Regions from separate parts of the Mus musculus genome. Here region 1 is linked to region 2. A link is a contact called in public promoter capture Hi-C data. All regions are on one chromosome and are shown on one strand. The core of a region is the stretch at or near the end of the contact, and the rest is flanking DNA. Distances in the headings are between cores, read along the strand shown.

Region 1 (3,048 bases), core at 537-3,036, 450 kb after region 2:
AACTGCTTCTTCCTCCTGTTTTACAGATTTCCAATGGTCCCCAATTGCATCAACAAATTTTGTTCTCTAAAGAGGCTTTATTCCTCTGTATTCTTTTTTTGTTGTTGTTGTTGTTCCTTCAAGATTTATTTTTATTTATGTGTGTGCGCATGTCTGTGTATGGGCCTGAGCCTATGGGTGTGGGCATTTGCAGAGGCCAGAAAAGGACTTTGGAGCTTTTGGGGCTGGAGTCACAGGTCATTGTGAGCTTCCCAGTGGGGGTGCCTGAGAACCCCAACATGGTCCTCTGCAAGACCAGTGAGTGCTCTTAGCTGCTGAATTTTCCCTCCAGCCCTTCCTCCATATTCCTGAGACATGTCTGCTGGCAGAAGTTTTACCTTACTACACTGAAGGCAGGGGTCAAAGCAGTGTCTCCTTGCTCTTTGTGTAGCTCTATTGGGTTCTGGGCTGTCCCCCAGGCCTATGAAGTGCTGGAGAGGACTGGAGGGTTAAGGCTTTCTCTTCCTCATTCCAGATAACATCTGGGATGGCTCACCCTTCTTCTCTGCCATTACTTTGTATCCTTCTTGAGCTTTTTCTGATGGCTGGCCGTGACTTTTGCTTGCTTAGGAATGGTGGATGAGTATTTAGAGACTGGTCACTCGTGAACAGAGGTGGGCGGGGACAGGTAAGCTGTGTCACATGGATGAAGTGTAGAAACACTTTAAGATTATGTGCTGTTTCTGGGAGAGCTTCCTATCTCTACATCCCTGCTGTCTATGAAGGCATTTCCTGGGCCCTGTACTGATGCCAGTAGCCTGAAGTCTAGTTTTCCCTGAGAAACATGAATAAAAAGCCCTTAAGTTCTCCCTCTATGTCTCTGCCTGCCTGCCTGTCAGTCTATCTGTCTGTCTGTCTCTCTTTCTCTGTGTCTGTGTGTACATATTCATGTACACACATGTGTGTGGGGTGCATGTACACATGTAAGTGTGTATGTGTGTGTGTCTGTGTGTGTGTGTCTGCATGCACATGTGTAGGTAACTGTGTGGTGGTGGGTGTACATGCTTACATATGAATGTGTGTGCGTGTGTGCATATAGCACAAGTGTGTGGGGTCTACATGCACATTTGTGAGCGTTGTGTGAAGGTCAAAGGTTAATGTCGTTTCTGAGGCCAGGTCTCTCACTGAGTCTGCAGATGAGTCCCTAGGATCTTCACGGGTCTTCCACCTCAGCCCTGGCACCTCAGGCCTGCACTGCTGTGCTCAGCCTTTAATGCGGGTGTGAGGAACTCTGCACTCAGGCCTCAGGTTTGTGTAGCAGGCCTTTACTAATCAGACCGTCTCCTCAGCCCTAAGCATTTGACTACTAGATTTTCACCTGGCTTGCTCACTGTTTTCCAAGGTCCCCAAGCAAAGGAAATTACAGGCAAGTTCCATATTTTGATATTTGCAAACTTGCATCTATAAAGAGCAGCTTGATTGGTATAGATGCCAGTCATTTGGCCCCCTACTATATAAAATATTATTTTAAAATTCTAGTAACAGCAGGAAGATCCCTTCCCGTACTCACCCCCTCTCTTTAAGGAAACAGTGCTGGTGGAGGTTGGCCCTGGTGTCTGGTAGAATTTGGTGGAATGTGCTCTCTAGAAGAGCAGTTTTAAATCTCTTTCAGTACTTTTCTTTCTGTTGTTGACTGACTGTCAGGAGCTGGGAAGGTGGCCAAGAAGGAAATGACACATCGAGAGGCATTTTGCGTTGTGCAAGAGTCTGGGACTGATGCAAGGCTATATGGCCTGTTTACACATTCCTTCGCTAGCAGACTGCATGGCAGTAATTTAATTCAGGAGCGCATGGCATGCTGCAGCAAGGAGCTATGGCCTTAGCATCCTTTCATGGCAAATTATCACAGCCGTTAAAACATGCTCATGTCCCTCCTGTGCACTCCCCTGGCTACCCCCCCCCCCCCCCCCGCTAGGCTTGCTTTCTCATCGCCTGGGACTGGAGTTAACAGCAGCCTTGCTGGGGAGGCCCACTTTCCACATGCATCCCATCCCAGTTGATGGATTTATTTCTAACTAAATATAGCATTCAAATGATACGTGTGTTCTAGGGTTCTCAATCCACACGCAGGCTCCATTCGAATGTGTCAGTACTTTCTCAGGTCAGGAACGGTTTGTTCTTAAAATAGTGCTAGGGACTGAAAAAAAAAGATTGATTTTTTTTTAAAATGGGGAGGTTTCTTATTTATGAAAATGGCTTTTCTTTCTTCTGAGAAACAACTTGTGATAGATCACTGAGAGATCCCTTGCTTCTGTTTTGGGTCATGTAGTATTTTACCCAGTGGCTACTTGATTTGTATAGCATAGTTTATACTGACAGATGATAGTGGGAGAGAGAGTGATTGTTTTACTTTTTTTTTGTGGCCATAATTGTTCCTAGGTAGGATTTTCATATTGATGACATTTATGCTGTCAACTGAAGCATGGCTTTCCCTTCACATAAAATTCACGTGTAAGTTTTAATTGGGGCAACTTATGGGAACGTAATTGTTCTTGACTTTGAAGTGATTTGGGAAGCAAAGAGAACATAAAAACACTGAGTTCTTAAGGATTAATACGGCCTTTATAAATGATGGTTAAAAGAAGAGACTCTTTATGATGTGGCGCCCAAGTAGCAAGTGAAAGGCTACCCTGTGCTTCTGGTAACCTCTCTACTAGTCTGCTGTTCTCTACTAGTCTGCTGTTCTCTGGTGCTGAAAGCCTATTTGCTAGTAGACCAAAGCCTTTCCGTTAAAAATTGAAGGTTGAGGCTTTAACTTATAACATCTCCAGAAACAGTTAAGTCAGGCTTGTGTTCATGAGCAAAATAAATAAATAAATAAATGTGATGGGAACCTCCTTCTGTAGGAGCAGAGTTCAAGGCAGAGAGGAAGAATTGCTGAGTGATTTCTACTTGCCAAGGTCTTGGCAAGTAAGATGTAGAAAGTAAACAGAGACAGCCAGAGTGCACGCATCATAAGTCTCTGCTCCTCTTGGAGACCTCGGACACCAGCATTAAGCACCGTCGTTG
Region 2 (2,946 bases), core at 284-2,783:
TCTTGTTTTCTCATTTGCCAACCTAAGACACCCATGACCCTACATTACAATATATTCTCTTATAACATACTTTTGATGACTTGTCAACTAATTTCCTCTTTGTGTTTCCAAAGGAGCAGTATATATTTAAGACAATGCCCCAGGCACATGGACACATACATTATATTAAACTACTGTTTGTGAAATTCTTGCTTGAGAGGCCGGGCAGATGATCTAATGAGTAAAGCACTTGTCTTGTAAGTGCAAGAACCTGAGTTCAACTCCAAGAGCCCATAAAACATGGTAGCATGAGCTAGTAATCCCATCATTAGGAAGACAAAGCCTGGCAGATGCCTGAACCTACTGGGCAGCATGGCTAGCCGAGAATTAGAGATTCCACACCATTGTGAGACGCCTTCTCAAATATAAAGCTGATGGGAGCTGAGGAGATGCCTCAGTGGGTAAGGGGCTTGTCGTGTGAGTTTGGGGACCTGGGTTTGAATCTCCAGAGCCCATGCAAAGCTGAGTGTGGTAGACTGCATCTGCAGCTTCAGGGCTCCTATGCAGACAGGAGGCGGAGACAAGAGACTCCCAGGAAGCGCGAAGGCCCGCTAGCCTGGTGTGCACTGCAGCAAAAGCGAGACACTCTGTCTCAGACAAGGTGGGAGGGGAGGACACCCGTCTTCCACATGTGCAGAATAGCAATGCACACCCCAATTCAAACATGCACGCACGCACGCACGCACGCACGCACGCACGCACGTACTCACGCACTGGCAAAGAGTTTCAAGCTGGTAGCAATTCCTTCCTTCTCCCGACCATCATGGGACCTGAGTCTCATCAGATCATCACGGATGCTAGCTTTGTTTTGTCAAAACATCCTGGCTGGCCCGCCTCCCCCCACTCTGTGTAAGGCTTGACTTTGCCCTGCAGAAATTTTGTGTCTCAGTGTCTCTAAGTATGTGGGCCTCAGCCCTGTTTGTTGTTGGTTAGAATCTCCCTTTGAATCTCTTTCGAGTTTTGTATTAGTAGTGAAACCAGTACTGACACCCAAGAGCCCTTCTGAGATTAACAGGAAACCCCAACACTCCTCACCATCAGGTTCCGGTGAGCCAAAGTCTCTGTAAATATGGCTGCAGTATTCCTTGGGTTCACCTTTACATTGCTTTCCTCTAATGTGAGGCAAAACAAATCACTGCTTCAGGGGTGTAGGGACACTCACGAGATCCTTTCCTCCAGCAGAGGAGAAGAAAATAGAAGAAAAAAGAAGGAAATGGTGTCATCCCTCTGCACTGTAAAGAGAGGGAGTACAGAGATATCAGCTTCCGAAGAGAATCTCTCCCTCCTGGGGCGTCACTCAAATTTTTCTCCTCAGGACCTGGAATGTAGCTTAAGGGGTGGGGGTGGGGATGGAGTCAGAGAAAAAGCAGAAAACTTTTAGAAGCAAGCCGGCTTCTAAAGGAATCCAGACCCGGGGAGTGCTGAACTCTGTCGCCCTAGGCAGTCCAGATGTGGGTAGCTACAGCAATGGCTGTCCCAGGGGCCCGGACTTCATGCTTCAGACTCCTGCTGTTGGCATCGCAGACAACAAAGCCGGTAGCCGGTTTGCTGGCCCATGTGGCGGTGCTAACAGTTGCCAGCTGGAGAGCAGGCCAGTCTGGTGGCATGTGGGGCACAGGTTTCCCTGACTTCCACCTTCTCCGTGGACTGCTCGGTGTCACGTGACTCTAGACCCTCGCTGGAGGCCTACGGGGGAGGGGGGTGTCAGTGGCCTAGGCAGTGAGCACCCGGGGGCCCATCTGGTAGAGTAGGGATGAGTATACCCTCAGAGGCCCTGCCCCTACCACTGAGCCAACCATCTGGAAGCGACCCAGCTATCTGCCAGTAGCTTCGAGGAAAGGGTGTTGACAAGGCATCCCATCTAGTACTATTCTTGGCTCAACAGAAAACAGAGCACAGTAGTCAGAAACCCGTCAGGCCACATCACTTACTATCCTGGAGACCTCCAGCAAATTATTTAAGCATTCCAAAAAAAAAAAAAAAAAAAAAAATCTCACTTTCCCCCCTCGTAAAATACTGATAATATGTTCCTAAGTCATTGCAGATGGTGGCCATCTTGGTCAATGGTGATTTTTCTCTCCAATTTGTTCAGGTCAAAACCAAGTTTTCTGGCTGCACTGTAACTCAGTGGTATAGCACTTATCTTCCATGGTCTAGTTCCCTGGGTTCAATTCCCCAACATGCCACAAAACATGTTAATACAGTACTTGGATCAAGGGACTGTGATATGGTTCAGGCAATCAAGTGCAGGCCTTGCAAGTGTGGATACCTGAGTGTGTAGTTCCAACACTCGGGGAAGAGAGCCAGGCATGGGGCCATGTACCAGAAATTCTAAAATCTGTTGGCAAGCTGGTCTTGCCAGATTCCTAACCTCAGTGGAAAAATCCTGGGTCGAAAAATAAGGGGGTAGGGGAAAGGCTGAGGAAGATACAGGACATCAAGTTTTGGTCTCTACACGCGTGCACACGGACACAGACACATCCGTGTACCATGCACCATACACACCATAGACCATACATGCATCTTTGGTTTCATAAAATACAGATTAGATTTCTTTTCTTGGTTTTTCTGAGAGAAAATAAATACTGTCTTCATCAGCGTATCTTACCAGGTGTTGTCTTCAAAATATCGATTGCATAGTCACAATCCCAGCATTTCTCTGGACTTTTGCTGCTCTCTCTCTGGTCTAAGCCTCCCATCATCTGGTGCCTACAAGTTTCAGTCTCCTTGGTCTCTCCTGCAGCCTGTTATTTACATAGCAACCAGAATAATCCTCGATAGAATATAACGTTAGGTCCCCTTTATCACATGCTCCAAGGACATCACCATGTCTGACGATGTTCATCTCAGCCTGAGGGGAGCGAGCCATCCTCTCCCCTGGTCAAGCCTTCTTATGACATTAGCCCA

The links. Promoter capture Hi-C pulls out the DNA fragments that hold promoters and counts their contacts.
Region 1: a contact with region 2 is called in a promoter capture Hi-C map of cranial neural crest. The contact joins two enhancer-like sites. A contact is called at or near these places in 2 of 39 promoter capture datasets (the C10 cell line and cranial neural crest) and 1 of 9 other capture datasets (embryonic stem cells).

What each region holds. Positions count from the first base shown.
Region 1 is chr17:44,708,754-44,711,801 of GRCm38.p6, reverse strand. All of the region lies in intron 3 of Runx2 (runt related transcription factor 2), which reads left to right. Among named protein-coding and RNA genes, the nearest start is that of Runx2, 26 kb to the left of the region's middle. Within about 2 kb of position 1,786, at least 161 of the 459 cell types and tissues checked have an H3K27ac peak or open chromatin away from gene starts, as enhancers often do.
Region 2 is chr17:45,157,153-45,160,098 of GRCm38.p6, reverse strand. Gm35097 (a long non-coding RNA gene) reads right to left here. Exons shown (of 3, transcript XR_385591.4): 2 at 1,075-1,271. Among named protein-coding and RNA genes, the nearest start is that of Gm35097, 11 kb to the right of the region's middle. Within about 2 kb of position 1,533, at least 21 of the 459 cell types and tissues checked have an H3K27ac peak or open chromatin away from gene starts, as enhancers often do.